Regions from separate parts of the Zea mays genome. Here region 1 is linked to region 2. A link is a contact called in public Hi-C data. All regions are on one chromosome and are shown on one strand. The core of a region is the stretch at or near the end of the contact, and the rest is flanking DNA. Distances in the headings are between cores, read along the strand shown. Region 1 holds the start of LOC100278544 (DUF3527 domain protein). Region 2 holds the start of LOC100286202 (cyclin dependent kinase inhibitor).

What was found. Hi-C and Micro-C count contacts between places; a contact is called where the count stands out from the background.
Region 1: a Hi-C map of ear shows a contact between it and region 2, with 2.2 times the contacts expected there. The contact joins the promoter of LOC100278544 here to the promoter of LOC100286202 in region 2. A contact is called at or near these places in 4 of 25 Hi-C or Micro-C datasets (ear, endosperm, leaf and 1 more).

The regions. Positions count from the first base shown.
Region 1 is chr1:8,605,073-8,610,818 of Zm-B73-REFERENCE-NAM-5.0, reverse strand. LOC100278544 (DUF3527 domain protein) reads left to right here and starts at 4,094. Exons shown (of 3, transcript NM_001151784.2): 1 at 4,094-4,727.
Region 2 is chr1:8,417,124-8,423,287 of Zm-B73-REFERENCE-NAM-5.0, reverse strand. LOC100286202 (cyclin dependent kinase inhibitor) reads right to left here and starts at 2,055. Exons shown (of 3, transcript NM_001196798.2): 1 at 1,263-2,055. The coding sequence starts at 1,618.

The DNA of each region.
Region 1 (5,746 bases), core at 2,845-5,344, 190 kb before region 2:
TGCAGAGAGGGACGTTGAGGAAAGCGTCGTGCTAACTGCAGTGCAGGGCACCATGAACGGGGGCCCGTCCACGTGTACGTACGTCTCCCCAAATGTCCGTGTCCGTCTCTCCGTCGTCCATGATCAATTCATAGCGAGCAGTCCTAGCTCAAATGATTCCGGTCACAAGAAACCAGTCGCTAGAGAACATGGCGGGCAGCAGCTCTTGATGAGAAACTAAATCAAGGTTGCGTTGCCTTCCTTCCGGGGAGACAAGGAAACTCCCGTCGATCAGAAAACGCATGGCAGGTCATGCACCACGGTGAACTCGGTTGCGTAGAGGCGTGGAGCGGCCGGGGCAAGCGAAGCGACCCTCCCGGAAAGGGCGGCGCGGTACCTAACGCTGACACTGCTGGTACGCAACGTACTTGGTACACAACCGCTCCAAGCTCTAGTGCAACCGCAGGTCAGCGGCGGCTCGCCGTGCTCGCAAAAGCCGAGCCGCTTTCGAACTTGCAGTGCAGCGCCGGACATGCAGAGTGTACGTTGGTACGCCAGCGACGACGAATTGACACTCACTGTGCATGCATGTGATACGGATGCCTGTGACTGTGATAAAGCATGCATGCTGATCCATATGCTAGTACTGTCAGTTGGCAGTGATTAATATGCTAGTAGTAGTAGTAGTATCTTATTAGCACCTGCACTAATAAAGCTGCGGCGCGCAAGGAGTCAAGTCAACAGACACACGAAACAGATAGATAACTTCTCCCGGCGCACTTGTGTGCTTGACCAACCTCTTCTTCTCTCTGATAATATGAATGCAAGGGAGAACAGAACAGCGATGATGACGGAGCGCAGATAAGAAGAGTGTCTGTGTGTGACTCTTTGTCATCATCAGCAGGAATAAACACTGATAATAAAACGCTGACGGCGACGGTGGACGCCCAAGAGCTTTCGTCCCTGCCGGGGGAGCTTTCTTTGCTCGGTTAGTTGGCGTCCATGCGTTCCGCTTGACCGGTGGAAGGGAAGGGTGGAGACACTGTCGCTGCGGCCGCAGCAGGTGACCACTGACCAGCAAGCAGGCAGGCAAAACGCCGCAAGCAAGTCAGGTATCAGGCCGTGATGCGACGGTTTGTCGGCGAAATCATGGCTCGCTCATTTGTCGTGCTGGCGTCTCTCGCTTCCGAAGCTTGAATTCGTACGTGTAATAATTAATATACATGGCATGGCTGGTGTGCTTCCAACTGGCACTGACGAAAACGAGAGGAAAGGCCACCCGCGGCCGCGCCTGCTGAAGCTGGCTGAAGGCCATTAATCCATGGGCCGTGTCCGTGTAATTAAAGAAGAAAACTTTCTTTTTAATGAGAAAAAGCTTAACACTGCCGGCCGTGTCTGTAGGTTCGGTTCGTCGACCCTTCGTCGGCACGGCGGAAATGCGAGTCGCCGTCGTCGGAAACGTCGCTTTGATTTGATCCACCCACTCGAGGACCGTGATCTGCCGCCGGATGGATCTCCCACTTACCCCAAGCCGTTCCTCGTAAAAAAAGAAGAAGAAAAAACACCACTACCAGCAGCAGAGAGATGGTGGCTGTCAAAACCGGAGGGAGATCTTTGTACGCAGATCGGAGCCGGCTTACCGAGTGAGTACTGGCCGTCCCTGTCTTTACCACCACCGCCACCTCAACCACGACGACGACGACGACGCACTATCTCCTCTTCCCCCTCCGCCACGCCTCGTAGTTGTACGAGACGTTGCCCGACCAACCCCCCCGTCGTCGACATTGCTGGACGCCACGTCCTGCAGTGCCTGCCTGGCTGCCTGTAGAGCGCCCTGCATGCTGGAGCGTACGTATTTGTTTGCTCAACAAATCCATTCGTATCCTCTGCGCAACACTCAAAGGAGGGGCAGCAGATGCGCATGTGCCTTCCAGACTAGAGAGAAAGCTCGGCCTGTCCTTGTCAAAATTAATCAACCATATCCGAAGGTCATCTTCCACTATTCCAAAAAAACCATCGTAGCACATCGCATTCGTTCGAAGAGACTAGGCTCGAATTCAGACAAAGAAGTCCTGGTCTTGCTCGTACTAATGCACACACCACTTGCAGCAACAGTCTTTTTTTTTCTTTTGAAAAAAAAAATCTTGCACCAACATTTTTTTTTTTGGAAAATACTTGGACCAACGAGGAGTACCATCAGTGTCAGTTTGGCAGCCAGCTTCTCCGTCGAGATCCCAAGCGTTACCCGCGCGAGCACTCCACGTGAGAAATTTCCACCCATTTTTTTATCTGTTTGGGAGCTCACGACAGGGGGGCATAACCCAACCCCAAAAACCAAAATTACATGGGTAAATTCTCGTATATAGTGGTTGTGCCAACTGCCAAACAAACAATATCTAGGGGTACTCCTGCTAGAAACTGTCATCGTCTACACCGTTCGTCCTTGCGCTGGCAGACCGAGGACGTCCAGACAAAGGCAACAGGTGCCCTCGGCCGGACTGGTTCAGCCTTCCCTTCAGCGCTCCTCTGAATCTGAGGGTTTCAACTTTGAAGAAGCCTCGCCTCGCTCCATGTAGTAAGTAGTAAGGTGGTCTACACATACCAGGACGTACACGCCTCGTTTCATCAGTTTGTGTGTTCACCGAATGGCCCGGAACGCAGAAGGAGGCTGGAGGCAGAGCGACGACGCGCAGGCGCACGCGCCGGTCCGGGTGTGTCTAGGTTTGGCTGGGTCAAAAGCTAGCTAAGCTGCTCTGGATCATCGTGCACGGGCGGGCGGGCGGGTGTGAGGAAACGCGGCGAAAGGCAACAAAAGACTGGGCGGCGGACACACAGAAGAGTCGTTCGCGCGCAGCCGGGTCTCCGGAGGTGGCCGTTAGCGGTGGGCGCCTCGAGGCCGCCGGGGCTGCATGACTAGACGTACACGTCATATCCACTTCTCCTTCTCGCCATCGTCATCCAAGCTAGCGCCTACATTTCCTGCACGGTCGCTTGGACCGTTCGTTCAATGTCGCTGTGGCTCCCCGATCCCAACCGAGATTGTGCGTCTGTGTGCTCGTGCTTACAACTGTTCCAGAGGGCTGACCGGCCCAGTAGCGTCCATACTGCAATGTTGTCTTTGCAAGGTGTAAAAGCTAAACTCAAGGACGATGCCGACAAACAAAAAAAAAGGACCGTCTTCCGCTCGTGACGCCACACGACACCACCCCCCTCCTCGTCCTCCTCCTGTTCCTGTCCTTGTCCGCCGGCCCACCCACTGGGCCACTACGGCGAGGGAGCTAGCGCCCGAGTCCCAGCCGCAACGTTCGGCCACGAGCACGATGCAGCAGCAGCCGCGAACCCCGAGTGCGAGTGGGAATTGGCGGAAGCAACGGGGAATAATTCCCGCACCGCAACCGCGAACCTCTCTCTTTTCTTCTTCTTCTCCTCCTCCTCACAGCATCGGAAGCACGCAATCACGCGTGCCAAGAACTGAGCCCCCGAGCAGATCCGCGTCCGCGCGCGCCAGGGCCTGGTTTTTCTAGTCCCGTCCCTTCCCCCAACCCCAACCAGGTCTCCGCCGCCGCTGCGGTCCATCGGTTCGGTCTCCCGACTTCACTTTCACATGGCCTGCCGTGCCGCGTCTCTCCCACGCCACTCTCGCCGGTCACCAGATCGTCGCTCGCTTCCGTTATTAACCCGTTTTGTAGCTGATTCCGGGGCTCCTGCTGCCCGCGGTCCACCCTTCGGTCAGCTAATAACGCCTCCGCCTCTTCCCTTCCCTCCCTTCCCCCTTGGGCTTGGGCCCTGCCCATTAAACTCGAGCAGGGCACTGTTTCTACAACGTTTGCCGTTCTCGACCGACCATTGATGGCCACGAAGAGTTAAGCCCTGCTCTGGGAAGGGCACTGTTTCTTTAGCTTCCATGCGTAGTAGGCACGCGGCGCACGCAGGCAGGCAGGCGGGCATGGAAAAGGGAACTGTAGCGCCCACGCGTTACCGACCGAGAGAGAGAGAGTCGAGCGAGTCCTCCACGTCCGCCTCCGCCCCCCAAACCAAAGGCATACAAGCCGTCGTGTGTTAATGGAAACGGACAAGTGTGAGGAGGAGGAGCAAAGCCAGCAGCCTTTTTTCCCTTGACGCCTCGCCTCGCCTCGCCTTGCTGCCCCCTCCTCCCGTTCTCGAACAGGTCAAGCCGCGCCTCCTCTCGCCTGCCTGCGTCCTTGCTCTTCCTCCTCCTCCCTTTGCCCGTCGTCCGCTCCGCTTCGTTGTCTCATCCGCTGCCGTTCTAGCAAGCGGGGCAGCGTCGCGCCTCGGCCTGATGCTCCACCACGCTCCAGTCCACAGCCTCCCCGGTCCTTCTCGTTCCCGTTGAGAGCGGCGGCTTGCCCGGCCCCCGGGTCCTCTTCACCTCACCTAACCTTGTTTCTAGTTTCGGTCCGTCGGTTGGTGCCTCGTCGGCTGCCTCTCGCTGCTTGGCCCGTTTCTTCCTGGGGTCGCGGGCCTGGAGTACACAAGTATATAATCTTCCCGGCCGTCGTCTTCTCTTTCTCGACCTGCCTCTCTTCGCATTGGCCCGTTCCCGTTCCTCGCTCCCTGCTGCTCCTTCCGAGACAGACTGCCTGGGATCGAAGCACACGATAGGAGAGACCTCCTCTGTCGTCTGTGCCTGGGTGAGAGGTCGGGTGGTGGTGGCAGTGCTTGGATGCTTCACGCGAGGCCTTGGATGGTGGATGCTGCGTGCTGCTGGTCTCTGCGCTGCGCCTGAGGTGAGGAATCCGGTGCTTCCCTCCACTTCTCTTCTCCTGCCTTTTTTTTCTGGGCCAAAGTGATCATGTAGTATCTTTCGCTTGGAGATTCTTTTCAGCTTAAATTACTGTTGGTGTAGATTAAGCGTGTCTGGTTCCTGGTTTTAATTACTTCTTGCCTTGACAGAGGAAAAGGAAAGATGGATGCAACTTCCTTTCCTGTTTCTCTCTCTCTCTCTCTCTAACCCATACATAGCTTTCCTTTGCTGCCGTGTTAAAGGCAGCATAGCAACAAAGCGATTTCCCGTTGCACCCGGCCGTTCTTTCCCGTTGCACCCGGCCGTTCTTTACGCCGGTGATGAAGAACGCATTTAAGGTCATCCTTTTCGGCTGGGCTTTACTACCGCTCTTTTGCAGCGTGGGCGCGGCTGCGACTTTTGTTTTTAATGGCACTTTTCTTTTACTACAGTAATTAATCATGTGGTTCAAGAGTCCTCTTCATCTCTTTCATCTTTGCTCCTGTACTTATTACTGCTTCTGTACCTGCACTCTGTTCACCTCTCTCGCTACGGAGCAAAGATGCATCAGCCGTCCTTCCTAGTTCAGAACCTGTTTTGCGAGTACCGGCGCCCACGTTCTTGCTGGCCACTGTCCGTTTGTTTGACAGGAGACGGCGGTGAAACAGTAATACTAGCTGTTTATCAGCCTTTCAGCTTAAGCAAACCAAGCACGTACAGTCAGTACGACGGTACTGCCCTGTCCCTCCTTGTGTCGTTAAGACAAGGAACGCCTTTAGATGTGCTGTTGATGGATACAGTGTACGCCATGGATCATCATACTACCAAGCAAGTTTTAGGGTGTGGTGTAACTGCATGCCATTTATATGGTGCCCCTGGTACTTGAGAGGAATTAATGTGCTGGGGGGGGGGGTGCTGAGGACGGAGGTTAGCTGTGCCTGCTCCCATTTGGAGGGACGAAGTTTTATCCTGTGGTTACTGCTTGTCGATGTCAAGCAATTTTTATGTGAGCACTTCTGCGCC
Region 2 (6,164 bases), core at 806-3,305:
CATTTCACGTTCGCGTTTCAAGAAAGGTGGTCCATCCGAATTCCGAACTCCACAAAGGTATTGATCCCAGGAAGCTAATAAACAAGGAGGCATTCAATGGTGCTGACTGCTCTGGCACGCGGCTAATGATGAGTTGGTTGCCATTGCCATGGGGGTTTTCTCTTTTTTTAGTTGCTTTCCAGACACACACACACACACAAGGGCAGTGGCAAGTGAACAGAACAGCCACGCACGAAACAGGATCTTGAGTGCGACAGATGTGGGTGCCTTTGGGGGCTGTGGGCGACTGAAATTTCTTGCGAAAAGGGGCCTTTGATTGGCAAAAGATTGGGAGGGTCACTGCCGAGCCCCACCACCACTAACCGAGAGAGGCAGGCAGCTAGACTAGACACCACAAGGGCGGATGCATGCAAGCGAACGAAACACTGCTCGTGTAGGGCAGGGGGGGATGGCGATTTGGCGAACAAGGGGAAAGGAGGCAACTTTCCGGCTATGGGTAACGACGAGGCAACGGCCACTAGAGGAGATTCCAATAAGAGGAGGATGTGCTTTTGATTGGATTGGGTGCGATAATACAAGGATTTGACAGGCAACTTGCTCAGGGTTACCTGTTTCTTTGAGATATAGAGAAAAGGTGCAGTTGTTAGGTGCTCTACTAGGTGTCTAAACTGCGGATTCTCTTAGGTTAAAGAGGATTACTTGTCCAGTCACTAGAACATGTGAAGTGAAACAGCTGGCATAGCTGCAATGAACAAGGCTTCGGAATAGCTACTACTAGGCGAGAACTTAGCTAAATACATACTTAGTTCAAGTGAAAAGTACAAGTGGGTTTTGGACGCATGAGAAACCGAGTATATGAACGCAAGAAACGAGCAACGGCACGGTTATTAGCGTCGTTCCTGTCCTGGGAACAAGTGAGGAGAAGTCTTGGAACAAGTTACCGCGTTGTTCAATTCCAGTTCCAGCCAGAGAGAGTGGACTTGTCGGCCGAAACGGTGTCCCAAGAACGCAAACAAAGGCATTTGACACACACTGGCTAGGATTACGGGGAAAGTATTGGTTTCGGCGCCAAATGTCGGCGCCAGTCAACTGCGAATTCGAAGCGCTGGAGAACCCGCGGCGGCGCTGAAGGAGAGCAATCGAAGAAGAGATAGAGTGAACAACCCTGAGTCCCATCCCAGAAGCGGCAACATAAACCCTACCCAATCTCTCTCGCAAAGGGAACAACTTGGACGAGAACAGAGGAGGCCGAAGAATCGCACCTTTCCATGGTGTCCAAGTCAAGCACGTTGTCCCCGAACGAGACCTCGACCTCGACCTCGTCCTGCATCAGCACGTGCTGCACCGCGGCGGCGGCGGCGGCCTTCCTCCCGGCGCCCCTCTTGGTCGCGGTCGCGGGCGGCGACGGATGCTCCTTGTGCGGCTTCTCGAGCCTCCGGCTCCTGAGCTCGAGGTACTCCGCGGCGGCGTCCTCCGCGTCGCCCTTGTCGAGCGGCCTCTGCGCGCGCTGCAGCGCGAGCGTGCGGGAGCGGGTGCGGACGCCGAGCAGCGCGCCGCCGGGTACCTCCATGACGGCGACCTCCCCGGACACCTTGCCCTTGCGCATGTACTTCCCCATGGCCTGGTCGTCTGGTCCCGTCCGTGCCCCCGACTCGCTGGAGAGGGGAGCGGAGGCGGTAGGTGGGTTTGGGTGGGGCGTGGTGCAGTCGCAAGGGGAATCCTGGGAATAATGGGGAAGGGAAGGCGAGGGCTCGCTAGCGCTGCAGGCTGAAAGAGGGAGAGACCGAGAGAGAGAGAGAGAGAGAGAGAGAAGGGGGGCAGGAGCAGAGCGAGAGCCGAGAGCGGGCGGGCTTGCCTTGTGGTGCCGTCAGCCGTGCGTTGGCTAGCGGAAAAAGGCGCGGGAGGGCGGGCGGTGTCCCGCGCGGGCGGGCGCTGCTATTTAGAGAAAGAGAACAGGAGAGGCGGCTGGCGGCCTGGGCCTGCTGGGAGAGAAGCAGGGGGTGGTGCCGTGCCCGTGCCGCGGACGGAGACGGCCGGCACTGGGGATGTCGTGCGTGATCTGATCACCAACGCTGGCGGGTTGTTGTTTGTGTCCTTGGGAAGGGGCGATGCTTTGCCCTTGTTTCTAGTTCCCTTCGTGTTCCTTTGCACTCACGTGCTGCCATCAACTCTAGAATACCCTTGTATTCTAGGGCGAGAAACTTGCAATGAGATGGTGAGACTTCCGAGTTGCTAATGGAAAATGGGTTAAACGTGTGTTTGGTTGCTTTTATATGGTTGTGTCGTGCATCCTAAGGCCTAGTTCGTTTGTGCCGGATTGGTGGGTCGGAATGATTTCTAACCGGATTGATTCTCTAATTTATATAAACTTTGATTAGCTGGAACGATTCCGTGTGTAATCCGACACAAACGAACAAGTCCTAAATGAATTAAAAACATGTTAATGGATGCAACGAGGAAGAAAAAGAAGATTGGTTGTCAGAAGGGGCAGAGGACCTGTTTGCGCGATATGGCGCTCGCCATACCTTGACAAAAAAAAATATAGTTGTGGTATTGTTTTCAAATATGTATTCGTAGCTCACTGATGATGATATTGTGTTTAAAGCATCAGATCTTGACTTCAAAACACACAGGTAAGCATTGCTTTGCCATTTTTTGTTTTTCAAAGAATAGATTTCTAGCATATTTTTTGCAAAGTAAACCAGTTTCTACACATTATTAGACCTATTTATTTTCTCGAAGTTTTAAGTCGTCGGCATGCAACCACCTCCAAGATACTAGTATATAAACTTTAATAGAGACGAGCATTGCAACCAACTCCAACGTTAGGCTACTATTAATCATCGATTAACGGAGCGGTTACTCTGACCGCCTCCGTTATTGCGTTTAATGAGGTGGACACTATAAAGCAACCATTTTGGCTAATTGGTATTAATGAAGGCGGTTTTGTTAAAGCGTCTGCCTCTGTTAATACTTTAACCGAGACAATTGTTTTATGATGACCGCCTTAGTTAACACTTTTAACGGAGGCATTTGCCTTAACTAGATCGCCTCCATTAATACTTTGACCGAGACGGTTGTGTTATGCTTACCGCTTCAATTAACACTTTTAACCAAGGCAGTTGTTTCTTAATTGCCCGCCTCAATTAACTCTTTTGTATTTTAAAAAATAATAAATTTTATTTTGTTTTAAAATTTGAATGCAATTTGAATTGTACTTGTGTAAATCAAACACCAATGAAAAAAGCAATAAATACTTAAATAGAAACATGAAGTACATGTAGATATAGGTGTACATTTGGGCCGGGCCTGATGGGCCGGCCCGAAGCACGGAAAAAAAAGCACGGCCCAGGCACGGCACGGCCCGAAATAATTTAGTGCCGGGCCGGCACGGCCCGTTATATCGGGCCGGGTTTGGGCCGAGGTCACGGCCCATGGGCGGGCACGAGCACGGCCCGTTTAAGGCAGGCACGAAAAGGCCCATATAGAGGCACGAAAAGGCCCATATATTTATTAAAACACACTTCATTCAACACTTTCATATACTTGATAAAGAACACAAAGCTAGAGATAATGCTAGTTAGATGTTTTTTTGTATCTTTGAATTAGAGTGTGTGATGTAATTTTACTTTTGTTATGAACATTAGACAATAAACTGAACTTACGAACTTTGTATAGAGCTGATTATACTCTTTTTTCTTCTAACAAAATGATTTATAAACGAGGTAGTCATTGCATAGCTGTGGTAACTTTAATACAAATATTAAGTTTGATTTTGTTCAAATTTATTTGTCTTATCTTTTATTTGTTTTATTATTTTTTTGAATTTAGGGCTCTAATGTGAATTTCGGGCCAAAAACTGAATTTCGGGCCAAAAATTGAATTTCGGGCCCTAATGCGAATTTCGGGCCAAAAATTGAATTTCGGGCTTTTATAATTTCGGGCCGCCCGAAATAAGCCCGGCACGTTTAAGCAATTACGGGCCGGGCCGTGGGCCGAGGGCGAGGCCCATGGGCCGGCCCGGCACGGCCCGAAATTCAAACGGGCCGGGCCGGCCCGAAATTCAAACAATACGGGCCTTTTCGGGCTTGGGCCGGGCCGGGCCGGGCGGCCCGAATGTACACCTATACATGTAGATATATATACATCGTACATGTATCATACATCCGACGTTCAAGCTAATCGAGTTAAAGTTGGCTTTGCATCACATCGATCACCTACCATGACATGATAATTCTAAAAAGATGTTGAGACAATTGTAATCCTAAAGGCATAGCGCCACATGGTGGTCCTGTTTCTAAGCTTCTCGTACTCTTGTAGCATATGATGTCTAAGAACAGTCTTATGATGTTCAATACTTTTTTGTAGATACTCGTAGACATGGTTCGAAATTTCACCAAAATGTCCGTGGATTTGTTAAAGCCTATGAATGGCGAAAAGAAAAGGGTTGGATTCTGTATTGCACCGATACATGGGCTTCATGAGTTTAGACTCATCACATTCTCTATTAATTGTGTTGCATACTCATCTGCTCAGTAGATGTGTAGTTTTAAATTATTCTGATGTTTTGTTTGGATTAGAAAAATCTGGTGAATTGTATTTCAGTGTGTGAAAAAATGGAGAATTTTCACCTAGACTTCAGGTGTTTCGATAATTCTAGGGATAGCCGAAAAAATATAATACTGACATTTAAGATATAATATATGTTTCTCGTTTTTAAATAATACAGTACACTTTAGAAATGACAATACCATAATTTTAAATACTACGTGTCGGGGACCATAATTAGGGGTACCCTCAAGACGCCTAATTCTCAGCTGGTAACCCCCATCAGCATAAAGCTGCAAAGGCCTGATGGGTACGATTAAGTCAGGGATCAGTCCACACGAGTGACTCGATCACGCTTCACCCGAGCCTAGCCTCGGCCAAGGGCAGCCGACCTCGAGAGACTTCCGTCTCGCCCGAGGCCCCCTTTTTATGGCGGACACATCACCGGCTCGCCCGAGGCCTTGGCTTCGCTCAGAAGCAACCTTGACTAAATCGCCACACCGACTGACCAAATTGCAGGGGCATTTAACGCAAAGGTGGCCTGACACCTTCATCCTGACACGCGCCCCCGGTAGAGCCGAAGTGACCGCCGTCACTCCACCGCTCCACTGGCCAGTCTGACAGAAGGACAGCGCCGCCTGCGCCACTCCGACTGCAGTGCCACTCGACAGAGTGAGTCTGACAGGCAGTCAGGCCTTGCCAAAGGCACCACGGCGAACTCCGCCCCGCCCGACCCCAGGGCTCGGACTCGGGCTAAGACCCGGAAGACGGCGAACTCCGCTCCGCCCGACCCCAGGGCTCGGACTCGGGCTAAGACCCGGAAGACGGCGAACTCCGCTCCGCCCGACCCCAGGGCTCGGACTCGGGCTAAGACCCGGAAGACGGCGAACTCCGCTCCGCCCGACCCCAGGGCTCGGACTCGGGCTAAGACCCGGAAGACGGCGAACTCCGCTCCGCCCGACCCCAGGGCTCGGACTCGGGCTAAGACCCGGAAGACGACGAAACTCCGCTCCGCCCGACCCCAGGGCTCGGACTCGGGCTAAGACCCGGAAGACGACGAAACTCCGCCTCGCCCGACCCCAGGGCTCGGACTCCGCCCTGGCCTCGGCCGAACGACTTCCGCCTCGCCCGACCCCATGGCTCGGCCTCGGCCACGGCAACGGAAGGCAGACTCAACCTCGGCTTCGGAGGAACCCCCACGTCGCCCTGCCTAGGGCACAGACCGCCACGTCAACAGGAAGCGCCATCATCATCCTACCCCGAATCGACTCGGGTCACGGAGAACAAGACCGGCGTCCCATCCGGCCAGCTCCGCCGGAGGGGCAATGATGGCGCTCCACAAGCTCTATGACGACGGCGGCCCCCAGCTCTCTTACGGAAGCAGGACGACGTCAGCAGGGACTCGACCGCTCCAACAGCTGTCCCTCCGCCAGGCTCCGCCGCACCTCCGACAGCCACGACATCACGCCAGCAGGGTGCCCAGATCTCTCCGGCTGCCACATTGGCATGTACCTAGGGCGCTAGCTCTCCCTCCGCTAGACACGTAGCACTCTGCTACACCCCCCCATTGTACACCTGGATCCTCTCCTTACGACTATAAAAGGGAGGACCAGGGC